Regions from separate parts of the Mus musculus genome. Here all the other regions are linked to region 3. A link is a contact called in public Hi-C, HiCAR-type, HiChIP or PLAC-seq and promoter capture Hi-C data. All regions are on one chromosome and are shown on one strand. Each heading gives the region's core, a stretch centred on a gene start, on an enhancer-like site or on the middle of the called end of the contact. The rest is flanking DNA. Distances are from core to core; before and after follow the strand shown.

Region 1 (3,781 bases), core at 580-3,079, 310 kb after region 3:
CTGCCTCTGCCTCTAGAGTTCTGGGATTAAAGGCATGCACCACCACACCTGGCTGAGTGGGTTCTTTTCCACCAAAATTGTCTTTCCATAAAAGCACCTTACCTCTCTGTCTCCAATTTACCTTTGCTCCATGGTGGGTTAGAAGTCAAATGACCATACTTACTGAGCTGTGTGTCCCAAATCAAATTAGGAAAGTTCTAGAGTGTGACCCTTAGTTGCTCTCTAACTTAGCCTTGGGAAGTCTAATACCGATGTTTCTTCCTTGGTAGGATGATGTAGGACTAACTCAGTATTCATGTATCCATCCTTCCTTCCATCCATCCATTTATTAATTATTCATTTCTTTGTTTATTCAATTCCATTATGAAACAATGGAACAGAGTTCCATTCACTGTGCCAGATACTCAGCACACAGTCATAAACAGAACATACGCCCAGCCTTCACACATGTAGAGTTTGAAATCAAGTATTGCACATGACTGTTGTGCACTGAGCTTCCAAAGTATCCCGACATCATAAAATAGGAACTAGTTTACAGGGATGAGCTCAGAATTCACATTTCAAAAAGAAAAGGAAGCTATATTTCAGAGGTGAATTTCAGCCAGGAAACCATCATAGTGCTCTTAGAGGCAAGAGTCAGGAGCTCTCTGGCTGGGGAAGTTCTTTCTGTAGGCAGACCCTGGTCATGCATGGCCTCCCTTTCTGAAGCTGCAGTGAAACAGTTGCCTCCATCCCTACCTGCCTCTCCCTCCTCAGCCCATCCCTCTTCCTTCACAAGCTTCCTTCACAGGCTGTTTTGATGCTGGAGGAGAGTGTGAAGACAGGAATGGGGCATTTGAATTTGTACCCTAATTGGTTGAACCACACAAGAGGAGAAAGGTTCTATGATGTAAGACCTCTCTTCCAAGAGGTGGCAGGAGTTGGTCACTGGGTCCCCTTTTCAAGAACGAAAAGGTGACCTTGGAAGTAAATGCCTATAGTTCAATCTATTAGGGAGGCTGAGGCAAAAGGATGGCTTGAGCCTAGGAGTTTGAGGCCAATGGGGACAAGAGAGTAAGAAAGAAGATGGAAAGAAGGAAGAGAGGGAGGCAGGGAGGGAAGGGAGACAGAGAGAGAGAGAGACAGAGAGAGAGATTAAAAGAGAGAGATTAAATAAGAGCCCACAGAGCCCAAGCTGAGTAGTCTTGAGTTAGAAGAAATACTAAGATGTGTGAAAGATTACATGAAATAAAAGTCTACGAGTTAGTTTAAGAAACTCTGAGCTCTCTTTTCTTCTTCTTCTTCTTCTTCTTCTTCTTCTTCTTCTTCTTCTTCTTCTTCTTCTTCTCCTTCTCCTCCTCCTCCTCCTCCTCCTCCTCCTCCTCCTCCTCCTCCTCCCTCTTCCAGTTTCAAATGTTACATCAGCCAAGTGACAAGCCACATTCCCCTCATCCCCACCCCCCTCCAACATCCCTCCCACTTCTCATTTGTTTGTGCAAAGATTACACTCCATCGCCTGTCCCTGTAGAGCTCCTGACAGTAACCAGGGCAATGGGCTAAATTATTTCAGAATGAAAAGAAAAGTCTGGAAAAACATTGAGCAAGCAAACTGGAGGTTTCTTCTGCTCTGAAGTGAGAGGCATTCCAAAACATGGCCTCTAAGCTCCCTAACAGACAAGAGCTGAAGCTTTCGGGGGTGAGGGGGGGCATACCGGGGCCAGAGCAACAGTAACAGGAGGTCACAGCTGACCCTGTGAATGGACCTTAGCCAAGAAAACTCTTTGAAGGTATCCCTTCTGGCGACTGGACAGATTGTCTCCTGCAGCTGAAGCAAACATAGATAAAAAGCACTCAGGAAAAGCCACTGCGCATGGAGCAAGAATGATAAACCGCCTGCTGGGTTCAGACGCTCCCCTCGGGCTGTGGGCCGTGTTTCTCTAACTCATGTCTAGGGTTAACTCTAGACTCCAGACCCTCAATCTTTGAGGGACTTCTTCTGAGTGTCCAGTGAGGATGTTTATTGCGGATATTATGTCAAAGCTTCTTTCTGCTTCGTAAGGACCCAGAAATTGGAAATGTATGTAAATCTAATGAGACTCTAAACTCTTCCCTCAGCCTGAATAATCTTATAAATGGGCTTTCACCACCTACAGACCAGAAGCCTGCAGTGTCCCCCAACACACACACACACACACACACACACACACACACACACACACATACTGGAAAGAAATGGTGTTCCTGCTTCACCAATATGACTTCATCCTACAGGTGACGTATGCCCCCACCATCCCACTTGTGCCTGAGTGCAGATGATCTACCCTGCTAAGAGGATCTATCTATTCATCCCTACTCACACCAGGGTGAGCGAGCAGAAGCACCCCTATCTGCTCTGCACAGCTCTTCATCCCTACTCACACCAGGGTGAGCGAGCAGGAGCACCCCTATCTGCTCTGCACAGCTCTCTTTCCCACAGTTTTCACTCGGTTCTCCACGGATGTTTGCTTCAGAGAGCTGGAAAACTCAGAGTCCCAACTAATAAGATTGGTGATGCATATGGATTAAAGATGGTCTACAATGCAGGGGAGTAAGAAAAGAGCATCGACTGCCAAACTTTTCATTCCATGTCTAACCTCTCTCTCTCTCTCTCTCTCTCTCTCTCTCTCTCTCTCTCTCTCTCTCTCTCTCTCTTTGGTTTTTCGAGACAAGGTTTCTCTGTGTAGCCCTGGCTGTCCTGGAACTCACTTTGTAGACCAGGCTGGCCTCGAACTCAGATATCCATCTGCCTGCCTCTGCCTCCCAAGTGCTGGGATTAAAGGCATGTGCCACCACCACCTGGCTCATGTCCAATCTCTCATCCTCTTTTTGGCTACATGGGGCATAAGGATCATTAAATAGTATTGGCCCACACTAGTGTTCACTGGCTGTGCTGGACACAGGCTCTGTGCCTCCCTTGACCAACCTCCCAACTGCCACTGAGTGGGTGATAAAATGCCCACCCTTCAATCTAGACTTCTTCCGTAGGATGTCTTTCCCTCACCTGTATCAGCTCACAGAATCTTTTACATCTAAAGTTTTGTCTTTACTCTCTAGTATCCATCTCCAGCTTCCTCTCCTACTTGCTGAACGTCTCCCAGCCTTTTAAAGTCTCTGCTCAAGCTTAACACCTCCCTCCTTACCTGATTCCCTGAATTCTCACCTCGTATTAAGCACTATCATGTTCCTGAGTTGTCTACTTCTTCGTTCTGTTCAGAACCTAACTGTATGTAGTTGATTGTGATACCTGTGTGGCTCTGACCCCCTGGCAAGGAGAACCTGTCATAATCGTTATTTCCTATTTCCCAATCTTTTGCCGATCTCACTATTGGTGTTCCATTAACATTAGGCATTGAATGTGAGGGATTTAGAGGTTCTTGAATTGACTCAGGTACGGCTCTGTCTCATTCCTGGCCTTGACCAATCTTTTCTCACCTCTTCTCCATCCTATTTTATCTCCTCACCTTTCAGGCAACTGGCAACCAAGATCAGTAGCATCCAAATCCTAAAATATCTCCTGTGTGTGTTTCCTGTTAGACATATTCAGGCCCACAGAACGTCTCACCTGTTCCACTTCAGTCATGCCTTGTCAGCTTTTCAGTCTACAGTTCATCTTCTACTAACAAATCATTCAAAGATACAAACCTGAGCCTGCCACTTTAGGATTCCCCTGGCTCCCTATAATTCAGATTGAAGACTGAATTCCTCACGGTGCCAAACTCTTTACATCCTGACCTTTCAATTTGGACTGCTGAGTTTTTTAACC
Region 2 (3,758 bases), core at 747-3,246, 340 kb after region 3:
TTAGTAGTACTGGTATCTTGTTAATCACAGCTAATTCTTCAGCCCCAGCTAACTAGAACCACAGAATCTTCCAAATCAAAATAGCATTGGCCCTGAAGAAAGTCTTTAATCTTCCCTCTGAAATTTCACAAGCCAGGCCTCCATCTTCTGCACTGTTCTCAACATTCTCTTCCAAGCTCCTACACAACATCTCACAGAGCTCTTAACACCGAATGGATCTTCTAGCCCAAAGTTTCAAAGTCCTTCCACAGTCCTCCCCAAAACATGGTCAGGTTGTCACAGGAATACCTCACTATGCTGGTACCAATTTGCCTTAGTCAGGGTTTCTATTCCTGCACAAACATCATGGCCAAGAAGCAAGTTGAGGAGGAACGAGATTATTTGGCTTACACTTCCATACTGCTGTTCATTACCAAGGAAGTCAGGACTGGAACTCAAGCAGGTCAGGAAGCAGGAGCTGATACAGAAGCCATGGAGGGATGTTCCTTACTGGCTTGCTTCCCCTGGCTTGCTCAGCCTGCTCTCTTATAGAACCAAGACTACCAGCCCAGGAATGTTCCCACCCACAAGGAGCCTTTCCCCCTTGATCATTAATTGAGAAAATGCCTTACAGTTGGATCTCATGGAGGCATTTCCTCAACTGAAGTTCCTTTCTCTGTGATAACTCCAGCTTGTGTCAAGTTGACACAAAACTAGCCAGTACAGGAGGAAAGGGTTTATTCAGCTTACACTTCCACATTGCTGTTCATCACCAAAGGAAGTCAAGACAGGAACTCACACAGGGCAGGAACTTGAAGGCAGGAACTGATGCAGAGGCCGTGGTGGGGGGGGGGGGGCGCTGCTTACTGGATTGTTTCTCTTGGCTTGCTCAACTTGTTTTCTTATAGAACCCAAGACTACCAGCCCAGGGATGGCACCACCCACAGTGTGCCCTCCCCCCCCCCCTTGATCACTAATTGAGAAAATGTCTTACAGCTGGATCTCAAGGAGGCATTTTCTTAAGGGAATCTCCTTTCTCTGTGATAACTCCAGTTTGGGTCAAGTTGACACATAAAACCAGCCAGTACAACTTATAATAATAGCTACAGCTGATATGGCTCTGATGTACCCTCCCATGACAGAAATTAGGAGTTTTACATGACAGGGGCTGGTCCATGGCCAGCTAGAGATAAGTCCCATCCTTCTAATGCAACTTGACCCCATTAGATCCAGTGAATGAGCTGTAACCAGGAATGGTATGTGTTACATGCAGGTCATTAAGAAGATCATACCATTAAGAAGATCAAGCATGTCCTCATCTGACTAATTCTCTTTCTTATTATCTCAGGTGTGGTAAGGGCTGAAGGAACCACGTTGGTCTGAGATGGAAGCGATATGTTGCATAGGAATGCCAGTATAGTTTCAAACCTCTTACATCGGCACAACACCATGGTACTTCCTATCTCATGCCTTTGATTCTCTTTGATCTAGCAATTTAGTAATACCCTAACTGAATATAACCTTTATATTGGGGGCTTATTATTGAGTAGACACTGCGCATCATATCATTTAACCCTCATAATAGCATTACGAGAAAGATAAGAGTAAACAAGAGTCAGACACAGAAAGGCTTTCCGACTTGCCCAAGACCACACAGCTAGTAAGTGAAGGAGTTAGACTACTGTCAAGTTGATTTAGGGGCTAAACTGTTAATGACTTCCTGTATCTTTGTTTCACAGCCAAAATAGACATAGCGTATTTAAGCTTGTGAAAAAATCTTCACAAAATCTGGGAGTTGTTGCATGCTCAATAATCATTCGCTAAACGAATGCTTGGTTGGTCTTACATTACAAACATTGTTTTGTTTTGCTTTGGTTTGGTTTGGTTCTATTTTGTTTGCTTTTTGGGGTTCCTAACTTCAGCATGATGCAATTGCTTCTCTCTACGCAGCAGTACGGAAGCCCTGTTTCATGCAGAGCACTCTCCGAGTTGCTTAAGAACTGACAAATTTATCATCAGAGAAGACTGTGTCTGTGAGCCCTCACTGTGTCTCTGTCCATCCTAGAACACTATCATCAGAGTCTACAAGCAGTGACTGAGGAAAGTACGCAACCTGTTGTAATCATCTGTGTTTATTTACACAGCTGTACTTTCCCTTGTTCAAGCAAAAGACTGGCCCAGAAACCAGAGATGGAAATAAAATTAGGGGGCTTTTTGATGACTGCTGTGCTGGATCCTGTAGCCTGGGCTCTCAGCAGGGATGTGGGGTCCAGGGACTTTCAAAGTCTTCCTTTGTGTTAAGGGTACTGGTACAAATGAATAATGCTAAGGCCTTTGGGCTGTAGGAGAGGTTATTATAAAGTCCTGATGTCCTGCTGTGAGGACTGAATGCGTTCCTATCCTTAGGGCTCTTATCTGGAGCCCTGAGATAGAAAGGGGAGTCTGTCTGAACTGTTTTAAGGTTACCTTCAGCCTTCCCCTGGGAAAACCTAGCAGCAAACACGAGTCAAGAGGAAGTTGAAGAATTTTTTTAAAGGGGTCGTCAAACAGCCTGGCTTTATTTCTTCAAGTAGGGAGACAAAAAGAAGAAATCGGAGCCAACTTTCTTTCTAATTAAGTTCCACGGACCTCCCAAAATACAATACAGATGCCGTGAGGAACACTAACTAACAGACTCTTTCAGTTGAGAGCACTTGAACTTAGTCGCAATTAGAGAATGAGTTTTGAAACCGAAAATTTTAAAACAAAATACACAGAGAAAGACCTTTTAAAAAATGATGTAATTCTTCGGCAAGTTAAGCAATAAAGCTTAATTCTTTTTTTCATCAGTAATATCAAAATTAATCCATTCTTCTTCAACCTCCTACTAATATACAGTTAAGATCAATTCACAGTATTATCTGCCACAGAACATAAATTGGGGGACAATGTCTAAGTCTTGGGGCTCCATAGAGCCATGTTTAAGGATAAGGTACAGAGGTAAGAAGGGTTGACCAACCAGAGGAATGGACGTGTAAGGAGGATTACAATCTTGCTGTCAGTTTGGGCACAGCCAAATCCCATGGGAGAAGAGAGGAGTAACAGATGTTTGGTCATAACTCCTGAATAATCTAAGTTTCAGGTTCACCAAGTCACAGTCACATGAGGTCTTTTCTTTCAGACTTGGGATCCATATTTATTATCTCATGGATAACTTTATGATGATGAAGGGGGCACTATATGGCCAGCACAGTATCACTCAGGCAGTCAGATCATAAACTGAATCGGCGTGGTGGCGCACGCCTTTAATCCTAGCACTCGGGAGGCAGAGGCAAGCAGATTTCTGAGTTCGAGGCCAGCCTGGTCTACAAAGTGAGTTCCAGGGTAGCCAGGGCTATACAGAGAAACCCTGTCTCAAAAAACCAACAACAACAATAATAATAATAATAATAATAATAATAATAATAATAAACTGGATTCCTAGAAAGACAAATGATGCCTTTTTTAGACATGGGCCAGCAGAAGAGTCGAACTCCTAGAGAAAACTAAGCATTCAATGTCTACAATGTTATAACAATCATTATTTGTAAATCTTTTCAAGGAAGAAGAACAATGTAAGTTGATGACTGTGGGTTTCTTAGGCAACCTTGGAAATCCTTACTAAATATTAGAATGCATCCGCTAATTATAAATGCAAACTTATTTTTGAAATGTATTTGTGAGTTTATGTGAGCATATATGCATATCGTGTACCAGTACATATGTCTGTGTGTACATATGGAAGCCATAGGGCATGCCCT
Region 3 (3,973 bases), core at 739-3,238:
GCAACACAAACGTTTTGTTTCACTCATGAGGGTCAGAGAAGAGAAACCCTGTCTTGAAAAACCAAAAAAAAAAAAAAAAAAAAAAAAAAAAAGCACAAAGGATATCAGTCAATCCAACCAGGGAGAGCCTTGCGTCCTGGCGTTCAATCCCACCCTCTGTGGGGTAGAGCTGAGAGTCCCGGTTCACTTCTGTTGGTTTGCTTTTTCTTGTGTGTACTATTTTAAATCCAGAGACGCTCAGATAAAATTGTGTGAGACTAAGCATACATGATATTTCACAATTTCTAAAAGGTGAACCTTGCAGAGTCGGGCATGTAACCAAAAGGACACGCCTCTTTTTCCAAAATAGAAACAAAGTACTCTCATCTAGCCCACAATCCCCCCCACTTCATTGCATTCATTTCACTCAACTACACAAACTACGCCAGCCAAACGGCTGATACTCTACTAAAGACTGCAAATGTTTTCTAGAAATACTTTCAAACACTTGGGGGAAAGAGAAAAATTTGCACTGATTTCTACCTTGTCAACTTGCCAAACAATACTGACAAGATGCAGCAGCTAGGCAAGGATTTACAATTTGTTTCCCCTGTGTCTAAAATAAAAATGTGAAGGTAAGGGCATCATTTTAGAACAGCCAGCCTACTTATTCTTGTACATAACTTAGTAATGCTTATATACAATTCAGTCTAAAGCCTTCGGGTGTCTGGAGTCAACAATTACAGGCATAACTGTGGGGGGGGGGGTTCCTAAATAAATTGCTAACAGCCCATTTCCCAAAAGTTACTGGGTAGCACAAAATCAATTTTTTTTTTCAAAAATGGGGAAGCTCGAACTCTGGGTTTAATCCTTCCCACACACACACACGCATGGCATACCTGGCAACGCTATTAGTAAATACACCAAACACGGTGTATGGCGGAGGCCCTGTTACTTCAGGGTTCATGCCTTCTCCCCATTAGCCGGCATACTTGTTCCTTTTCTGACCTTCCAACACAAAAACCCATCTCGGGTCAGCTTTCCTGCCTCGCTGTCCCAGGTGCTTGCTTTTCAAGCAGTAAGAGACCCTGAAGGGACAGGCGACCACAATCCAGCAGGGCTTTCCCTGGCCAGGCCTCTGTCCCCAGGCGAGAAGGGGGTGTGACCGCGGCACTTCGGCCCTCTCTCCGCCACCAGTGGCTGTGCTGGAGAATTTCCTTTCTCCCGGTGGTCTGGGGAGAGGTCCCCAGGACAAACAGGGCGAACAACCCTCATCTTCTCAGCGATGGGAGTCCGTGCTACCGAGGCGGGGGCGAGGACACACGTGGCTTCCCAAGTCCCGGTCCCAGGAGCCCCCTCTAAGGCAGGCTCAGGGCGCCCCAGTCCCATGCCCGAGGGGCCCCACAGGCAATCGGAGGAAGGTTGTCGGGCTTTGGGGGTGTCCTGTGGCCCGTCGCCCCCCACCCCCACCCCGAGTACCGGCCGTCCCCCGCCAGGACCCACCAGCTGCTTCAGGTCCTCCTCCGAGAGCTCCGCGTAGCGGTACCGCTGCTGCTCGAACTCGTAGCGGGTGGTTTTCGCCACCACCACCACCCGCGAGGGGCGGAAGCCGCCGTCGGCGGGGCTACCACCGCCCGCCAGCTCGCGCGGCTGCCCGTGCCCCAAGTGCCGCCGGCCGTCCGCGCCCGAGCCCGAACCCCGCAGAGCCGCGCGGCCACCCGCCACGCGCCGGCAGCTGCCCAGCAGGAAGCCCCGGTAGCAAGTCATGATCCGCGGGGCCGCGGGTGCAGGCTCGCGCTCCCTGCCGCCAGCACCGCGCCGGCCGCGCACAGGTTAAGTGCGGGGACGTGCGTGGAACGCGCCGGGGGGGGGGGGGACGTGCCCAGACGCACGCGAGGGCGGAGAGGCCCCGGGAGGCCCCGGGAGGCGGGGATCCGGGCTGGCCCCCGGGCAGTGGGTTTTATTTGTTTGTTTATCCGTTTTCTTGGGCGCCTGCGCAGTGGCCTCTCGGCCCGGCCCCACCTCCCTCTTCACCCTTTCAGGGAGGCCGCTCTAAGCCCGCCCCCGGGCCAGATCTGTCAGCTAATCAGAGGTCGGGAAGGTTTGGGAGCCCGAGGGGCTGCGGGGATTGGCTGGGGCTGGGAAAGGGACGAAATTCTATTTGGCTTTCGAGCTGCCCGAAGAAATCCAGTTGGAACTGGTCTGGGCGGCGTTGGGGGTGCAGGCGGAGTTTTGAGCGCCTGGCGGGAAAGCAAGTTTCTTGCGCATCTTCCTCTAGTTGCTTTCATTTTTGCTTGCTTTCTGGGTAGTTGGTCATGCTCGTCTAGGGTAAATTTTAACCAGTGTCTGCTGGATGGCTGATGTGGCCGTCGCTGGAGTAAGAGCTGGGGGCGGTGACCTCGCTCCAAACGGCTTCGTTTTGCAGGGCCTGATGGCAAATAAAGATGCCGAGCCCTTTATTAGAGAGGAATTAGAGCTAACCGAGAAGGATCACAGAGCATTAGCCCGAGCTCCGGTGACCACCAAAAGACCACCAGCCTAGAGAGGCAGTGCTGTCAGGGAGAAAGGAGGAGGATAATGAGGGAAGGAGTCTTGTCTAGTCCTGTGTGTCTGTCTAGACCGCGAGATAAGGTTGGAAAGCTGTGTAGGACCAGACTGAAGGGTTAAAAATGTTTTGCACTTTATCCTGTAGGCAAGCTCAGAGCAGTGTTTGATGATTATTGATCTGACTTTGGAATGTTGGGTAGGTAGTCCTTGAAGCTAGAGCAAGGGAAGTTACTGAGTCTGTGGGAACAGTTACACAACCATAGAGATGTAGGCTGATTAAGAATAAAAGGGAAAGCTACAATGAAGGGAAAGTCATAAGACAGGGTAGGTGGCCACTGCCCTGAGGTCCTTGCTGTGGCGTCCTTTCCTTTGCGATCCTGGCACTCCCAGTAAGTGGCCTCTGGATTCCGGGCATGCTATTTCATGTTTGTGACACTCAGATGCCTCTGTGATATCGAACCTGTTTTCTCTTTCACGTCACAGAAAACTACACTTTTGACTCCCACTTCTAGCTGGAAACATCTCAATGGGATATCCTAGTCAAATCTTATTTTGGATCCTTTCTTCTGCCTCTTCCAAAACATTGCTTCATTACACCATCCTCTCGGATGTGTCTTGAATTCTCTCAGGAAAACCCCTGCTGGGTTTTCCACTTCAGTCCTTAAGATTCCCATGTCTAGGACATTTAAAACTTTAAAGATTGAAAGAGCCTTCTACACCCCAGTTGTTTACCTGTTCCCTAACTCCCACTTACTGATATATTCAGCGGTTCTCAACCTCTGGGTCATATATCCGATGTATGTATATCCGATATGTTCATTATGTTTCATCACAGTAGCAAACTTACAATTCTTTTTTTTTTTTTTTTTTTTGGTATCATAACCAATTTCTCACTATTCTTTTTTTTTTAACTTAGGAGTAAGTTTTTTTTGTTGTTTTGTTTTTATTTTTTATTGGCTATTTTCTTCATTTACATTTCAAATGCTATCCCAAAAGTCCCCCTATACCCTCCTCCCTCCCCCTGCCCTGATCCCCTACCCACCCATTCCCACTTCTTGGCGCTGGCTTTCCCCTGTACTGGGGCATATAAAGTTTGCTAGACCGAGGGTGCTCTCTTCCTAATGATGGCCAAGTAACTATGGTTGGGGGTCACCACAACATGAGGAACTGTATTAAAGGGTTGCAGCGTTAAGAAGGTGGAGAACCACTGATACAGGTTCAGGACAGAATAATCGGTTCATTCTTGCAGCCAACCTTTTTTGGGGGTGGGAAACAGGGCAGGCTGGGGGCGGTCAGTTGAGGGAACTGCCAAGGGTTTCATCTCCTTCCTGTGCTTACTTAGCCACTATTTGCAAAGTTACCAAATGAGCAGGTGGCTGTTCAGAAGAGCCCATTTAACTCTTAAACCACTGGGGTTTGTGAAGCGCAGAAGTGCCTCCATTCTTTC
Region 4 (3,904 bases), core at 779-3,278, 360 kb after region 3:
AACCTTGCACTTCGTATGAGCTCTGAACTGAGACTCTTTGCATCTCAGTCCCCCCATTAGGTTTTATTGCAACCAACACAATTTCCAAGGGAGAATTACTTCCTTTCTCTATGAACACCAGACTCCTATGTTTTTTGCACAAATTGAAATAGTAAAATGGTAATAGCCAGAGTGTAGGGATTTCCAAAGGGGAAGGGGTGGAGGAAGGGAGAAAACCCAGACAGGCTCTCCTCTGTGCTAACCAGAATGGTTTGTCGGCCCCCCTTCCCCTCCTTCTTTTTTGCTGGGTTTGGAAAGTGAGCAAGGTAAAGCAGAAATGTTATTGATTTGAGTGTCACTGAGACTCCACTTAAAAGTGTCCTGTTTCTCTTTCCAGTACCCTTAAAGTGCAAATCATATACAGGGGGAAAAAAAAACCAAATCATAGTCGTGACAAAGGCATGGCTCAGGTTGAGATGAGGGTCTATGCACATCTGAGGTAGCAACAGGGAACAAGGAGCTTCGGTTTATCACAGGAAGTGGTAAACAAGGGATCTGATCTGATCTCTTAGATTATATCTGCCGGTCTTCAGAGTTGCTTAATGCTCGCTGTTTATCAGGCCCAAGACAGACTCTTGCCCTCAAAGAACTTATCATTGAGTTGAGAAGCCCCGACTTGACCTGATCTGGGAATCAAGGGCACAGGGCCAAGGCAGCACATAATTAAGTGTTAAGCAATCGAATGCAGATGCTAAGGGATCTGAGGGACAAGAGGAAAGAAAAGATCACGGAGGGCTGAGGCTGACAAGAGACCGAAGATTCTCATTAAATTGTTAAAGTAGTGTTATGGTAGGAAGTTGTTACAATTGCTGCTAATTTGACAGGTCAGGCACTCTTACAACCAACCATTACTTTCCAACTAGCAGCTGTTCCAAAGCACATACATGAACAATTAAGTCTGGCAGGGAACTTTTTTTTTTTTTTTTAAAACATAGCTCCCTGGATTTGCTAATGAGGAACAAAATGACATATTTTGGTGTTTGGATGACAGACACGAAAACTGAGCAGACTTTGCGTGGGGATCTTAGGGAACCAGCAAATAGAATGTGGGCTGTGATCTTGGGTGTGTTTTCATGTTTCTAGTGAGCCGTTTTCCTTCACCTCAACAAGTTCTTAAAACTGAGGAGAGAGGGGTAAGTCACTCTCAACAACTCCTTTTTTAACTTGCAGGTTGTATATTTGTGCAGTCCGTTTTCCTTTTAAGAAAAATGGCAAAAAGCTAGGTATGGTGGCACACACCTTTAGTCCTAGCACTTGCAAGGCAGGGACAGGCAGGTGGATCTTTGAGTTCAAGGCCAATTCGGTCTGCAGAGTTGGTTCCAGGACAGCCAGAGCTACACAGAGAAATCCTGTCTTGAAAACCCAAAACCCAACTAACCAGCCAACTATACACCACACACACACACACACACACACACACACACACACAGGAAGGAAGAGAGAGAAAGAGAGAGAGAGAGAGAGAGAGAGAGAGAGAGAGAGAGAGAGAGAGAGAGAGATGGAGGAAGAGAACAGAAAAGGAGAGAGAGAAAGAACAAGAAAACAAAAACCAAGAGAACTTTCTAACTCCTGAAAACGGGGATGGGGGCACTCAGCATTCTTTAAACGGAAGCAATTGAATAGCTTACCTTTGGAAGTCATGAGTGTGCATCTGCACTCTTGGTCTTAAAACAGAGTTTACTTTCTAGTTTGGCAGCGATCCTGATTTTTTTGTGTTTCTTACCTTTTTCTGTCCGCAGAGCAGGCAGCCAGAGCCCAATCAGATTCCTTATATTGGAGTTTTAAACTGTAAAACAGGGGCATGTCTCACCTTGTGTTTTGAGTAACTTTATACAAGTTGAGAGGGCGGCAGTAAGCATTCTCCTCTCTATACTTAATTGTATTCAGGATCCTTCCAAGAAATTTCAGTTATGTCCCCAATGCTAAAGGGGTGGGGTGCTACAACAGTTGTGTGAGCAGGCAAAAGAACACCCTCTGACGTCCCCTGAAGGGGAGGCAACCTGAAATGAGGTAATTAAACGTGGCCTTGGAGAAGTCTCCCAGACGTTCTAATCCGGACTTCCAGCGTCCATGTGTGTGAGCGCTTTAGTTTTCGATTCTCTCAGGTCCTGATTTTGCGTTTCTAATATAAGTGAACTAACAAGGCGTGAACGTGGTCTACGGAGCAAAACAAAGCCATAAAGCGTGCTTCTGTGGTGCCAAGATTAATCAATATTCCGGGGAGCTCGGGCTCCCCCCTCCTCCTGCTGTTTTCATTTTCCCACTCCCCCTTTCCCCAGTACAGGCTCCTCCTCTTTTCTTAAGTTGCCTGATAGTAAGTGGCGGTTTCAGAGCACATGCATGTTGTCAGGGCCAGCCTGCTCCGCCGCTCGCTAAGCTGTTACTCCGAGCTACCTGCTGGGGAATTCACCTCCACGTAGCCCGGGGTGTCTTCCTCCCATCCCAGAGTCAGAAAAGGTAAGCGCAGCCTTCTGTAGCCCGCGGGGCTCAGTTTTGCGTCCCACTTTTCTGTTTGCTGAGCGCCGGAGTAAAGCTAGCCATATTGGTAGGTAAGGTCCTGTTCGGACCGAGAGCAGCCGGCGTGTGCTAACTATGCAAGCCCAGTCCTCTCTGGGTTTGAAATTCAGTCGATCGAGGTTGGGGGTGGGGGAGTAGACGGACGTTCGAGATCTAGAATAAAAATCAAGATTGAACGGGTGTACTTTAAGGGGAACTGGCGGGTTAAGGACATCAGAATTATTAGTTTAAAAAAAATCTGGACTCTCCTCTCTTTATCCCCCCTCTTTAAACTTTTAATCTAGTGTAAAGTATTAAATACACTGCAGGTCTTACTATCAATGATCTCAACCTACAATTTTATTTAAAAGTCAAAACTCTTAAGTCTTTTTTTTTCCAACCTTGGATTTACCGAAAGCCTGCGAGTTGCAGCTACCTCCCCCACAGATGCACACGCTGGCTCCGACTCTGCCAGATACACACGTCCACAGGCGCTGCTGATCATCGCCAAAGTCTAGGGCTTAGGATTCATGTACAGCGGCAGGAGGAAGCCCTTGATTGCCAGCAAGGAAAATGGTTAGGCGTTTGTATTTAAATAACCTAAGAGCACTTTAAAGAAACCAGAAACCACACGCTGTAATGTTTGGAATGAAAGCTGGCTTCTCTCCTCCTCTATCCCCAAAATCCTAAATTTCAAAATACGGAGACAGCAGTGAAGGTCTCCTCCTCGCATGGCTTGCGGGTTTGCCCTGAACACAGATGGTGCTTCATGCTCCTACCTTCTAATGATATGAAAATGGATTGTGATTTTAGATCATTTATAGATGTGCCCAGGGCAATATGCTAACTTCACAGGAAAGGTTTCCCTGTAAAAGCCTCAATTGCATTTCTACTGTCACCTGGGCACTTGTGTTCTTTTTATGGCCGTATTTACAAGTTAATTGGCTCATGTTTCTTTCTTTGTGAAGTCAATAAATGAAACCAAAGACTCACACTACATATGCCAATGGCTACATGTCAGTATCTCAGTTAGCTCTTTTTTTTTTGACATAGTTATATATCTTTAACCGCATACAAGACATGAGTTCTCAAGTGGAATTTTTCTGTTTAGTTCAACCAGGCACTTAATGAGTGTGTGGGTTGTGCGAGGCACTTGGCTAGGCTCTGAGGACAGAGTGGAAATGTGGGTGCTTGGTCTCATCCAACCCTGAAGAACCCCTTACTCATTGAGGGGATAGAGCAAACTGGAAAAGGAACACAACTTTTTGCTCATCTATTCTAACTTTACGTTAATTTTGTACACATAGTCCAGTAAAATGCATACAATCTGGCCTGCTACCAAAGCTCTTCCGTCTTTTAATTCTCGTGC
Region 5 (3,600 bases), core at 190-2,689, 500 kb after region 3:
GGTTCCAGATCCCCAGCCAAATCCAAACTATCCCCAAGAACTGGCATTGACTGACCCGGTGAAAACTGAGTAAGCCATTCTTTTTAGAACACGAATAACTGACCCTACCTCCACAGCAGTTCTTTGTAGGCAGAGATTATGCCACACACAGTATAGCCTGATTTCTGGGCTGTGCCTTTCCTATTCAGTCCCCACAACTGTTCTGAAAATGACTTTACCAAGAACGATGTGAAACTGAGAGTCATGTGTTAATGGCAAAATTTCCTCAGGAAGATTATGATGACAATCAAAACATGTATGGTATCCTTTTAAAATATCATTACTCCTGTTTTTATTCCAAAGCACTTCCCATGTATTATGTTAGGTGTCTACGCCAGGCCTTAAGTGTGCCTAAGTGGCAGTGTCAAGTGCACACCATGGCTTTTGGATTGCAGTTTTTGAATTGATTCCAAGAATTTTATTCGTAAAATTCCCAAATAGCACTGTAAGGGGGAGAAAGCATTCTTCTGAAATGGGGGAAAGCTGCCAGGTAAGTATTGTAGTAAGAGATATGGAGCAGGTATGTGACTGTGACTGTGCTCAGCTCCACGACCCTACTTGCTGAGCCCACACTGACCTAGTGGTATTTAAGTATGTGTGGGCTGTAACAGATTGGCGAGGCTGATGCTGGCATTCACATCCTATTTCCTATTGCTTATTCAGCTGCCTTTGCTGGATATCAGTAATCACCAAGACCCTTTCCTCTCTGCCCCTTCATTCTCAAATGAATGGAGGACACATTGCTCTCAGCTAGTGCCATTTGTAGTTTATGTCCTATAGTCATGCAAACAAAAATAGCATATATATATATACATTTGTATGTATACATGTGTGTGTATTTGTACATATACATATGTATGTATATGTGTATGTATACATATGTGTGTGTATGTATGTCTGTTTGTGTGTGTGTGTATATATATGTATATATATATATATATATATATATATACATTCATTAACATCTTTAGGAAGTAACTTTCTCATGTATAGAATGGCAACATTAAAAGGTTTTGTTTGAAGCCTTTAAACAAAGGTGGTGGCGCACGCCTTTAATCCCAGCACTTGGGAGGCAGAGGCAGGCGGATTTCTGAGTTCCAGCCAGCCTGGTCTACAAAGTGAGTTCCAGGACAGCCAGGGCTATACAGAGAAACCCTGTCTCGAAAAACCAAAAAAAAAAAAAAAAAAGGTTTTGTTTGTTTGTGTTTTGCTTTTGCTGGCCTCTGTGCTGTTAAGGATGGCCTTGAACTCCTGATCACCCCCTGCGCTGAGAGGACTCGAGATTTTATGTGGTACTGAGGCCCATACACAAAGCACAGTGCTTGCTAGGAAGGCAGTCTACCAAATGAACTATGTGCCCAGCCCCTGCTTACTTCTCTACAGGTGACGTTTATATAGTGACGTGTGTGTTCCAGCAATAGAGTCAATAGCACAAACAAGCACCTCCTCTTGTGAAGTTACGTACGAGCTTCTGGGAGCCTTTCAGAAAAAGTGAAACAACTTTGCCCAAGGTCACATATTTGACGAAGGGCAGCCAGTTTGGGACAGCTCACTGTATCTGGAAGGCCGTGTACTTTCCACCCTGCCGCGCTATCTCGGGTTTGTTCCCGATTCCTTCAGAGCCACCTGTTCCCATCCTCATGCCACCCACGAGAAGATAAAACAGAACTGACTCCCCAGGAACTCCAGAGAAAACAAGAACGCGGGGGGGGGGGCTGGGAAAAGCACGGGCTCCCTGGAGTACTGGGTCCCCCCGTGGGGGTGGGAGGGGGGGTGGGGAGAAGCCGTTGCTCCGCTGCACCTTCTTGGCTTCTCTGCACCCGGGCGCCGCCGGAGCCGGTGGCCAGAGCGATGCTAACCGCAGGCAGGTGCGCTCAGCCCCGCAGTGCGCGTGCGCACAGCCCGGCAGGACGCGCCCGCAGCCCCGCCCTTCGCTGCCGGGTGGAATCCCTCCCAGCTGGGCAGGAAAGCAGTTGTTTGCTTCCTGGTGGAGCGTTCCACTTGAAACGCTTCCACGAGGGCTGTTCTCGCCTCCGACTCCGGGAAGAACTGTAATTAACACAGCAACAAACGCCCACGACGCTAACTGGCAAAGGGAGTGTAACACGAGCCCCGCTGCTCCAACCGAATTGGGCCAATTGCTTGCCTTCCCTCCCTGCCTCCCGATTTGGTCTGTTTTGGTTCCGCACTCATCCAACTGGAGCGTTTCTTAAAACATGTCAGGGGCTGGTGTTTGTGTTTGGAGTCGAACAGTTTCGCAGCCGTCGCTGGAGACGGTGCTCGGCAGGCTGCTGGGCTGGGGACTCGCTTTCAGCTAGTAGCGCGAATGTCAGGTAGAAAAGTTCAGAGAGAGGCTAGAAGGATGCGAGGGAGGAGGGAGACAGCGGGGCCTCGCCCGCCTTCAGTTGTCTGTAGTCGGTCTGTTGTCTTCACCTTAGCAAGACAAGTAGAACCGGTCTGTCTGCTCTCCAACCGGAGAGGGTGGGGCATCCCAACGCACCTGGCGGCAGCTGCGTCCCTGAGATCAAGCTTGGGGCGACTGAAGAAGGGACGGGGCGGGCTCCCGGGGGTGGGGTGGGGGGAGTATGTGCACACAGTACTTGGGTCTGCAGGCGTGCCCAGCAGGCGTTGCGGTGGCCAGGGTTCAGGGATTGTTTTGGTTCTTTGATCTGTGTGTAAGTTGTGATGCTTTGGTTATATTTAACCTTGCATCTGCCGTGTACGGTCCACTGCCCAGCAGCTTCTTGAGAACTGGTTTTGGATAGAATCTCCAGGCTTGCTATAGAACTCTTTTCTGCCTTCAAACTCTTAACAAGACTCTTTGATCAGCGACCTCCCCTGTCGGCTCACTTGGTTCAACGGTTGCCCGGAAGGCATCTGGAGGTGGGGCGCAGTTGGTAGTGTGCCTAGCAGGCATGAAGTCCTGAACTGAGGATTCCCCACCACATCATAGACCTGGTGTAATAACCTAGCCACTTCCCTAATCCCAGCACACCAAACTTGGGGGGCTGGAGGACCCTGAATTCAAGGTGTTTGCCGACAAAATGAGTGAAACCAGTCTGGCTTTTGAAAGACCCCATCAAAAACAAAAGAACAAATAACATTGTACAAAGGGAGATTGCTTTGAGAAATACTGCAGCCTTGTTAAATGTCTGCATCTGTGTGATGTTTAGAAGTAGCTCTCTGGTAACAGACAATGGAGAGAGAGAGAGAGAGAGAGAGAGAGAGAGAGAGAGAGAGAGAGAAGCTTGCTATGCAATCTAGTAGTAAGCACTTGGAGGATAGATGTGGAGTCAAAGCCCAAACAAGAAAGATAAGCATGAGGTAATAGGACAAGTTACCCAAGGCCAAAATGAAGATCAGAAGAACAGCTTAAATGGCAGGTGTTACACATTTAGTGATGTGTTTATAAAGAGATAAAGAAAGGAGGGGGTATGTTTTATGGAGGTATTAGGGGAAGGGGGTGCCTGGGCAGGCCCATGATGAGGCATCCCTTCCCCCTGAGGGACCAGCCACAGGTCGGTGGTGTGGGGAGGGGAGTCAAGAGGGTAGTAGAGGCAG
Region 6 (3,895 bases), core at 1,142-3,641, 410 kb after region 3:
CTAGGTCAAACCCACGGCTTTTCCTGTTACCAGGGGGAAAACGGTCACACTACACCAAAGACAGAGATGGGAAAGGCTGACTGGCTCCAGACTCGAGGGCTGTTTTACATCGTGACTGATATTGCTTTATTGTTTGGCTAAGGTAGCTGGGGGAACATAATCTCTGAGCCCCTGGGTGTATAGATTAGATATGAACAATCAATGAGCTTTTAAATGCTGAGAAAGCTAATCAGAACCAAAAGGGAGTTGTGTTGGCCACAGCCAAGAAGCAGCACCAAGATAAGGCACTCACTGAACTTCCCTCCTCTACGTTCTTTGTTCCTCTGCCTTTTAGTTTCACCGTCTGTCTTTTCTCTTTTCTCTCTTTCCATCTCTTTTCTCCACACACTCTTTTTTCTCCCCTCCCCAGCCCTAGTTCCATCCCCAAAGCCTGAATTTGGCACATTCCAGCTGATCGGAAGGGGAAGTTGAATTTAGCTTTTAAATGTATTCTTTTAAAGAGTAAATGAGATTCATATTTAATTTAGGAGATGCTAAGGTTCACACCCAGAACAAGAGGGTGCAAACACATCAAAGTGGACTTGGCCTCCAGGTTCTCCCAGCATCCTTCAGTCCCTACTTGTTACAGCAAGGGCCTCGGGTTTTCCATAGTAATCCATCAGCAGCCATGACTGCAACATCTGGAGTTCATCATAGCTGTGGGTCAGGTGTGCAGAGAGCAGTTCCCCAGGACCCATGTGTAGGAGGGGAGGCACCTTTGAGATAGGTTTGAGGATGCTTTGCCTGAAGTCACCAAGGCTGTGGCTCTGGTACTGATGCTGGGCATGCTCACAGTGGTCCCACCCAGGCATTGGCTGCTCACAATGCCGGTGCTCCCTGGAGGGATGACTCCTGAAGATCTGGCTTTTCTAGCCACCAAATTTGATCCTAGAGTCCTCCTCTTCAGCTGCTTCTTTCCCCCACCTTATCTAAACGTCTGTCTCTCACCACTTACTCAGTAAGTGTCCTCTCATCCAGGTTTTGGAATCCGATGAACGAAAAAGGGAAGGACATATATCTGCTCCTAGGTATGGTGGAGGAGGAAGTTTATCATAGATATGTGGGACAGCATAGCCAGAGTGGACATGCCCCTGAACCATGTGGGGAGATTGGAAAGGGAAAGGAGAGAGGGGAATCAAATACAGCAACCAGGATGCCAAAGGTACAAAAAAGGACAGGCAACCAAATGGTCTGGATTATATAGGGAAGAGCCTTTAGGTGAAAGGCAGAAGAGTGGGGTATGCTAGCCACACCCTGGATCAGGTAGGGACTGAGGGATGCTGGGAGAACCTAGAGACCAGCTCCACCTGGTCTGGATTTTAAACTTAACTGGAAATAGATGAGCCAGGTTTATTCTGATTGGTTTTTTGTTTTTTTCTTAATGCATCTTTTAAAAATTCCTAATTTCACACTTGGGCTATGAACTTGAACGTCAGGCCCGTTTCGAATTGGTCCTGGTTCCAGAATCAAATCTTGGCATGACTTTGGACCCTAGAAGGTGTACACTGGATTGGGCCTGCACTTTTTCCTGCCACAGCTGTTCTTCTAGGGAGCTGGGTCAAGTTAAATTGGTTTTCAGCATCTATGCTGCTTTCAATTTCTATGGGGCTTTTATTCAAGTTCCTTTTCTTCTGTAAGGGACAGAAGCCTTGCGTGGGAAGAAAAGGCGCCCCTCCCCTTGAAGTCTGACATGTTCTGCACTGCATGGCAGACATCCTTTGGTTAACTTTGGACAAGTGAAGCCCAGTTGGAGAATCTGATCATGGCCATTCAGCATTCTGGCAGTTAGGAGACACAGTGTCTTGGTCATCTTCATAAGAAAGGCATGCAGGAAGGTCTATTCCATAGCAGGAAGCACAATCCAACTGTAAAGAGGGCTATTTTGGAAATTGCACACTACTCATCCAGTGGTTAGTTACTAGTTGTGATTTAGGAGAGGGGGGGAGACAGAGAAGGCCCTCAGTTGGAGCCCTTGGCCCTCAAAGAACTTCCTCTCATTAACCCAAAGCTATTGACCGGCTCCGCGGGCTCTTTCTATTAGTGAATTCGCCTACTTTCCCACTATTAGGGGCTCCTGCTGGTGCCACTGCATGCCTACCCTGCAGGGGAAGGCACATCTTCACACAAGACAGAGGATTATTTTCAAAGGCAGCTCTCCAGGTATGATCAAGAGTCTCTTCTCTGGTCACCCTACTGTCCCCTCTACCCAGCACACACTTGTCTTTTTTTTCCTGCTATTTTCCATGGCCCTGGCTTTTCTAAATCTTGGCAGGGAGACAGTGATCCCTTTGTGCTGGCCTGTTACAGTGAGGTAACCAAAGAAAGGGTCTTGGTCTGAGGCCGTCAGCTGTTACTAATCACTATTCCCCTGCCTGTCGCGGGTCCACTCGCCTCTCCCTTTGCTCTGCTTAGCACACATAAAGAAGATGAATTACTCTCCGGTTCCTCTTCAGAAAAGCATATTGTGTGGTGCATTCCAACACTGTGAGGAAGGATGCTAATGTGAAGGGTAAATGGGTATCTAAATCACCTCACAGGGGGTCTCGCACCCGCAGCTGGGAGCCTCTGAGAGGAGAATCTCAGAGTTGCCCCCTGAGACCATTTCCGGTGACCTTGCTAAGAGTGACAGGAAGTCCCTGGAGTAGGCTCCAGAGTAAACAGCATCCCCAGAATTACCAGGCTGGATTAGGACCAGAGCTGAGAGAGGGGAAGCGTGGGCTCTCAGGGATCTCACTGCCTGAATAGCTAAGAGAGGGCACTTCCAACCTAAAGTTAAGCCAACAGGCACTTTGGCTCTAATATAAGAGGTAGCAATGACGGGCCTCCATTTCCCATCCCTGCTTCTTTCTACGTAAGTTAAGAAATGAAACCAAACAATTCCACCATAGCTATAGTTGGAGAAAAAGCAAAAGGACTGTCTGCTTAGTCCTCGCAGTCTGAGGAGAAAAGTGATTTATTTGGCGTTTTCCTGCCACTAATAATATTGTCTGCTCTACTGCTTTTTCCATTGACCAATCTTTCAAAAAGACTTTCTCGTTTACTCTTCTGCACTTCATTTTTCTAGGGAACGCTAGAGCTCAAAGATGTGTTAACAAGTTTTAAGGAGCAAAATTTTTTTTAAAAAATCTATTTTCCCCCGACAAATTTTATGCCGTCACAATCAGCAAAGTATTATTTGCCAATTGCCTTCAAGTGTATAACCTTGCAGAGCTAAAAGACATTCCAGAATAACAAAGTGACAGGTTCTTCGATATGATCAGCCATCATTAGGAAGGAGATTTTGGCTAGCATGAAAATACTTGTAATTGGGCTGGCAGAGAAAGCTACAAAGTCTTTGTGGAGATGATTTAACTTTCTCGAATGGCTCAGAGCCCACAATCTCAAGAGGCTGAGAGAGAAGGGTTGTCATGACTGCAAGCCAGCTTGGGCTTCATGGTATGTTCTGGGTCAGCTATAGCTACATAGTGAGATCCTGTCCCAGAGAGAGAGGGGGGAGGGGAGGGAGAGGGAGAGGGGGAGGGAGAGGGAGAGGGAGAGGGGGAGGGAGAGGGAGAGGGAGAGGGAGAGAATACATTCTGGGGGAAATGACTTACTAAGAAAGAAAGCTTGGAGCAAGCATAGCGATGGGGATCCAAATTTGGATCCCCAGAATGCACTGTAACAATTGGCAGTGGGATCCATTCTCTGTTGGCCTTTGTTTACTCCTGGGCATGAGGCCTGTCCTGGAGTGGGATCTTATCTAGTTGGAACAGGCCTAGTGCATGCTGTCCTGGTCTCTGTGAATCTATATGTGCATTACTAGTCCCACGGTGACTGGAGGATCCTCTCTCACTGGGTCATCCAGCACCTCTGGGTC
Region 7 (3,530 bases), core at 1,011-3,510, 360 kb before region 3:
CCTGTGCATGTCTCACTTGTGCTAGACTTATGAAAAGTTCCTTTATAACAGACCTGTCCTGAGCCCTAGGAACAGAGTGGAAACTGCTTCTTCGTGGTACATGCTTTCTAGGTGCTAGTGTAGAGCAGACAATAATGACACACCTGTTGGAAATGTTGCAAATCTTTCCAAGTGTCGAAGAGAAAGTGACAGATAATGAGAGAATTCAAGGGTAGAAAGAAATCATAGCTAAGTGCATGGTCTCCTAAGAGGAAGACATTTGAGAGATGGTCCTCCGAGTAGCATGACAAGACCTTAGGAGGAGAGACCAGCCATATGAAAAATAAGAAAAGGCCTTGTAGCTTGAATGAGAATGACCCCTGAAGGCTCATATGTTTGAATGCTTATTTTTCAATTGGTGGCTGTTTAGAAAGGATTAAGAGCTGTGACTTTGTTGGAGAAAGTTTGTCACAGGAGGTTTTAAAATGTCCACAAGAGGCCCAGTCTTGCTCTCTTTCTATCTCCTACCTGCAGAGCAGAATGTATACTCTAGGCTACTGCTCAAGTACCACGCCTGCCTGACTGTGCCCATATCCCTAATCTCTGAAACTGTAAGCCAGCCCCCAATTAAATATTTTATTTTATTTTATTTTATTTTATTTTATTTTATTTTATTTTATTTTATTTGTTGCCTCTTCACAGTAGATTAGTAACTGAGACAATCCTCTTCTGACTCAACTGGAAGTCTGTAGGTATCTGATAAATAAGCTGAAAGATACTGTGTAGATAAGAAATCATCACACCACAGTAGGTAGTAACATACTCTCTGCACTTCACCCAAAATTACGATTAATAGCAAAGGAAAGGCAGGGCCTTCAAGAATCACGCAGGTGTTTCAACACATCCCACAAAATTCTGGTTTCACTGGAAAGCAGACAACACAGATCCCTGTGTCAGGCCTGCATTCAGCCTAAGGGACCACAACCCAGAGAGCTGCATACCTCTGGTCTTCTATGACTTCTTTCATGGTGAGCAAAAATGACTCTGCCTTGAGCGTCTGTAGCTGAATAGAAACACCAAGGTTCTTTGCTTCTACTCGGACCATGTTGTCAGGTTGGTCTCCAAAAATAGTAGTCCCCACCATGGGCACTCCATGCTCGATAGCCTCATTTACACTATTCAGTCCCCCATGGGTGACAAACAGACGGATGCTAGGGTGAGCTGTTGCAAAAGAGAAAGATGGTCCAAGATTTCAGTATAAAAAGGTCCAGGTAACAGGTAAAACAGCAGAGCCAAGAAATACCAGTTAAAAACCCAAAAATGCCTGAAAAGAATGTCACTTTCCTGAACCAGTGTGGTTTCCTAAGTGCATTCCAAAGCATAGTTCTCACTCCTTATCAAAGAATCTTCTTTCAGAAGCACAGGGAAACCATTCCAGAAAGCTACCACTAGTCAAAATGTATAGAACAGCTGACTGTGGGGTGTCTGGCTCTGACTGACATACCTACAATACATTTCCTGCACGTAAGGCTCCAGACACATCCCAGATAAGTGAATGGCAAGATCCTAAGACCAAGGAGTCAGGACATCTTTGTAACTTTGATAAGTAAATTACACCTGCAAAAATCTCAACAGCACAGCTTTCTAACCTGAACAACAATAATAGCATCAATTGGCATCGCAGTATACATGAGAGGTCATGGACCCATCACTAGGTAAAGAGTCAGGCAATGAACAGCTGAGAGAGGGAGCATTAGCTTCCTCCCTCCCCAGGAATGAGCTCCTGATTGGTTTTATTCAATAGCAAATGGGCAACACTAGAAACATATACTTGCAGGCAACACTGGCCAGACACAGCAAGTTATGTTTATATGTTTACTTGTACGTATATGTAGCAGAATAATTAGAGAAGAGAAGGCTCTGTGACTTGGGGAGGAGGTAGGTGAGGGGTGATATATGGGCAGAGTAGATGAAAGAGGAGGGATGGGGAAAGTAATGCAATCATATTTTAATTGAATGAAAAAATAGAAATTCAAAAGGGGATATCCCAGAATGCAAAGTTCACTTGACTCACCACACAGATTCTGACTTCTCTGAACTGAGAAGCCAGGGACAGCTACAGAGGAGAGTGACAAAGACAGGCATATCCCCCGTTATTGCCCTCATCCATTTCCCGTTAATGCTTTCTTCAGTTTTCGCATCCATGCTTTCTCTTGCTGTGCACATCTGCTTTCTCACTAACTGTATCCTCTGTGTATTGCCTACTCTATTTGGAGAGAAGCTTGCAGTATGGGCACAGTAGACTTTCACTTCTGTATTTACAGGGCTTCCCCATTGCTCCATGCTCAGAACAAGCTAATACATTTTTGATGGTTATAAAGAATCCATCTCAGAATGTGTTTCACATGGAATCTACTCATATTCCCTGGAAAGTAAGTCCTTCCTCTGTCATGTAGCTGCAGTTTTACTAAAAAGCATCTTTGTCCAAAATTTCTCAACTAACTTTCAGCCATAATCTCCTTTTTGAAACTCTGATCTAGCCAGTATGGTAGTGGTGGGTCTTCACATGGCAGTACAGAAGCAAGAACAAGGACCTGAAATGTAAAGAACCCTCTCTTGCCCAATTACTCAAAGTCTCAGTATTATATCTGAGGTTATCCGGGTTAATATGCAGGTAAATTCCAGTGTCCTTAAACCCTGAAGACTTCAATAAGGAGATTTGCATTTTCAACCTCAGTAGACAAGTAATTTGTGTCTGAATGTTTGCACTCCTAATCATGCTAAGCCTATGCCATGCAAATATTCATAGAGTCACCGCAAGCCTACAAGCAGGACTCTGTGCTTGCACTTCACAAGTCTAGGGTCAGATTAGAATGACTATATTCAGCTTAGATACTGTTCAAGGAAGAAGTTCCTTTGGAAACCTAAGACGGTTCCTGAGTTGAGCAGGAAACAGAAATTGCTGCTATATCTGGTCTGAAGCACAGCCTGGCTCCCTAACAACTCCAGCTTCTTTCCTGCCTTCTGGAGACTTATCTTTATGATCAGCATCTTCTGTGAATATCAGTGCCCAATGAGACACTAGGTGAGTCTACAAAACATGAAATGGGAGTAAGATGGCAGATCTGGACAATCCTTACCCAACAGGTCATTCTGAGGAATCCAGTCCACTATTTTCACATTTGGGGCCAATCAGACATCTTTGGGCCAATGAGAATCCTTACATGTCCATAGCACCCCTTGAGAGAGGTGAGCAAAGGCACTGTTCATCTCCTTAATAATTTCCATGGTCTGATGCATGGTTGCTATGGAGCCCAGGGCCACAAGGACAAAACCTGAGTCTTCAAACTGAGAGATAAAATTCTCCAAATCCTAGAATTGTAGAGGGAAGACAGTAAAGGAGGTGGTTTATAAAAGCCAAAGCAGTGATGATGAGAAAGCAGGCCAGGTATTGAGTAAACCCATGCTTCAGGAGCTCATGTTCCATATGATAAAATTATTTCATAGTCCCTGTGCAGCTGTGTCATGTTCCTATGTTCATGCTTATGGTG

What was found. Promoter capture Hi-C pulls out the DNA fragments that hold promoters and counts their contacts. A called contact is a pair of places that touch in the nucleus more often than the background predicts. HiCAR-type assays count read pairs that join an accessible place to other places. HiChIP or PLAC-seq counts read pairs in DNA pulled down with a chosen protein or histone mark.
Region 1: an H3K4me3 HiChIP or PLAC-seq map of fetal liver shows a contact between it and region 3, with 2.6 times the contacts expected there. The contact joins the enhancer-like site here to the promoter of Nadk2 in region 3. A contact is called at or near these places in 7 of 39 promoter capture datasets (the 3T3-L1 cell line, 3T3-L1-derived adipocytes, fetal liver and 3 more), 1 of 115 datasets of contacts at active chromatin or transcription factors (fetal liver) and 1 of 9 other capture datasets (adipose tissue).
Region 2: a contact with region 3 is called in an H3K27ac HiChIP or PLAC-seq map of acute myeloid leukemia, with 2.8 times the contacts expected there. The contact joins the enhancer-like site here to the promoter of Nadk2 in region 3. A contact is called at or near these places in 5 of 39 promoter capture datasets (the 3T3-L1 cell line, 3T3-L1-derived adipocytes, second pharyngeal arch cranial neural crest and 1 more), 3 of 115 datasets of contacts at active chromatin or transcription factors (acute myeloid leukemia, extraembryonic endoderm stem cells and microglia) and 1 of 9 other capture datasets (pancreatic islet).
Region 4: a contact with region 3 is called in a promoter capture Hi-C map of embryonic stem cells, with 17 read pairs. The contact joins the promoter of Slc1a3 here to the promoter of Nadk2 in region 3. A contact is called at or near these places in 6 of 39 promoter capture datasets (cranial neural crest, embryonic stem cells, hippocampal neurons and 3 more), 1 of 15 datasets of contacts at CTCF or cohesin (the NIH/3T3 cell line), 2 of 484 Hi-C or Micro-C datasets (nephron progenitors and uterus), 14 of 115 datasets of contacts at active chromatin or transcription factors (the NIH/3T3 cell line, acute myeloid leukemia, astrocytes and 7 more) and 1 of 9 other capture datasets (adipose tissue).
Region 5: a contact with region 3 is called in a HiCAR-type map of astrocytes, with 2.4 times the contacts expected there. The contact joins the enhancer-like site here to the promoter of Nadk2 in region 3. A contact is called at or near these places in 2 of 39 promoter capture datasets (embryonic stem cells and hippocampal neurons), 2 of 484 Hi-C or Micro-C datasets (CD8 T cells and embryonic stem cells), 5 of 115 datasets of contacts at active chromatin or transcription factors (astrocytes, embryonic stem cells, forebrain and 1 more) and 2 of 9 other capture datasets (adipose tissue and pancreatic islet).
Region 6: a promoter capture Hi-C map of neural stem cells shows a contact between it and region 3. The contact joins the enhancer-like site here to the promoter of Nadk2 in region 3. A contact is called at or near these places in 8 of 39 promoter capture datasets (the HPC-7 cell line, cranial neural crest, embryonic stem cells and 5 more), 10 of 115 datasets of contacts at active chromatin or transcription factors (astrocytes, differentiating embryonic stem cells, embryonic basal ganglia and 6 more) and 1 of 9 other capture datasets (embryonic stem cells).
Region 7: a contact with region 3 is called in a Hi-C map of bone marrow-derived macrophages, with 16 read pairs. The contact joins the enhancer-like site here to the promoter of Nadk2 in region 3. A contact is called at or near these places in 1 of 484 Hi-C or Micro-C datasets (bone marrow-derived macrophages) and 2 of 115 datasets of contacts at active chromatin or transcription factors (the SCID.adh cell line and bone marrow-derived macrophages).

Annotation. Positions count from the first base shown.
Region 1 is chr15:8,759,904-8,763,684 of GRCm38.p6, reverse strand. All of the region lies in intron 1 of Gm31340 (a long non-coding RNA gene), which reads right to left. Among named protein-coding and RNA genes, the nearest start is that of Gm31340, 51 kb to the right of the region's middle. Within about 2 kb of position 1,829, at least 32 of the 459 cell types and tissues checked have an H3K27ac peak or open chromatin away from gene starts, as enhancers often do. A contact at or near this core is called in fetal liver and neural stem cells, where this site is marked.
Region 2 is chr15:8,732,434-8,736,191 of GRCm38.p6, reverse strand. All of the region lies in intron 1 of Gm31340 (a long non-coding RNA gene), which reads right to left. Among named protein-coding and RNA genes, the nearest start is that of Gm31340, 23 kb to the right of the region's middle. Within about 2 kb of position 1,996, at least 44 of the 459 cell types and tissues checked have an H3K27ac peak or open chromatin away from gene starts, as enhancers often do. A contact at or near this core is called in acute myeloid leukemia, extraembryonic endoderm stem cells and second pharyngeal arch cranial neural crest, where this site is marked.
Region 3 is chr15:9,069,275-9,073,247 of GRCm38.p6, reverse strand. It overlaps Nadk2 (NAD kinase 2, mitochondrial), which reads right to left and starts at 1,988. Exons shown (of 13, transcript NM_001040395.4): 1 at 1,483-1,988. The coding sequence starts at 1,746.
Region 4 is chr15:8,708,931-8,712,834 of GRCm38.p6, reverse strand. Slc1a3 (solute carrier family 1 (glial high affinity glutamate transporter), member 3) reads left to right here and starts at 2,028. Exons shown (of 10, transcript NM_148938.3): 1 at 2,028-2,496. Gm31340 (a long non-coding RNA gene) reads right to left here and starts at 1,809. Exons shown (of 5, transcript XR_383822.2): 1 at 1,763-1,809.
Region 5 is chr15:8,567,755-8,571,354 of GRCm38.p6, reverse strand. No RefSeq gene overlaps it. Among named protein-coding and RNA genes, the nearest start is that of Gm46508, 13 kb to the left of the region's middle. Within about 2 kb of position 1,439, at least 290 of the 459 cell types and tissues checked have an H3K27ac peak or open chromatin away from gene starts, as enhancers often do. A contact at or near this core is called in CD8 T cells, astrocytes, embryonic stem cells and 4 more, where this site is marked.
Region 6 is chr15:8,658,332-8,662,226 of GRCm38.p6, reverse strand. All of the region lies in intron 3 of Slc1a3 (solute carrier family 1 (glial high affinity glutamate transporter), member 3), which reads left to right. Among named protein-coding and RNA genes, the nearest start is that of Slc1a3, 51 kb to the left of the region's middle. Within about 2 kb of position 2,391, at least 102 of the 459 cell types and tissues checked have an H3K27ac peak or open chromatin away from gene starts, as enhancers often do. A contact at or near this core is called in astrocytes, embryonic basal ganglia, epiblast stem cells and 4 more, where this site is marked.
Region 7 is chr15:9,428,776-9,432,305 of GRCm38.p6, reverse strand. It overlaps the pseudogene Gm5219. Among named protein-coding and RNA genes, the nearest start is that of Capsl, 5.5 kb to the left of the region's middle. Within about 2 kb of position 2,260, at least 27 of the 459 cell types and tissues checked have an H3K27ac peak or open chromatin away from gene starts, as enhancers often do. A contact at or near this core is called in bone marrow-derived macrophages, where this site is marked.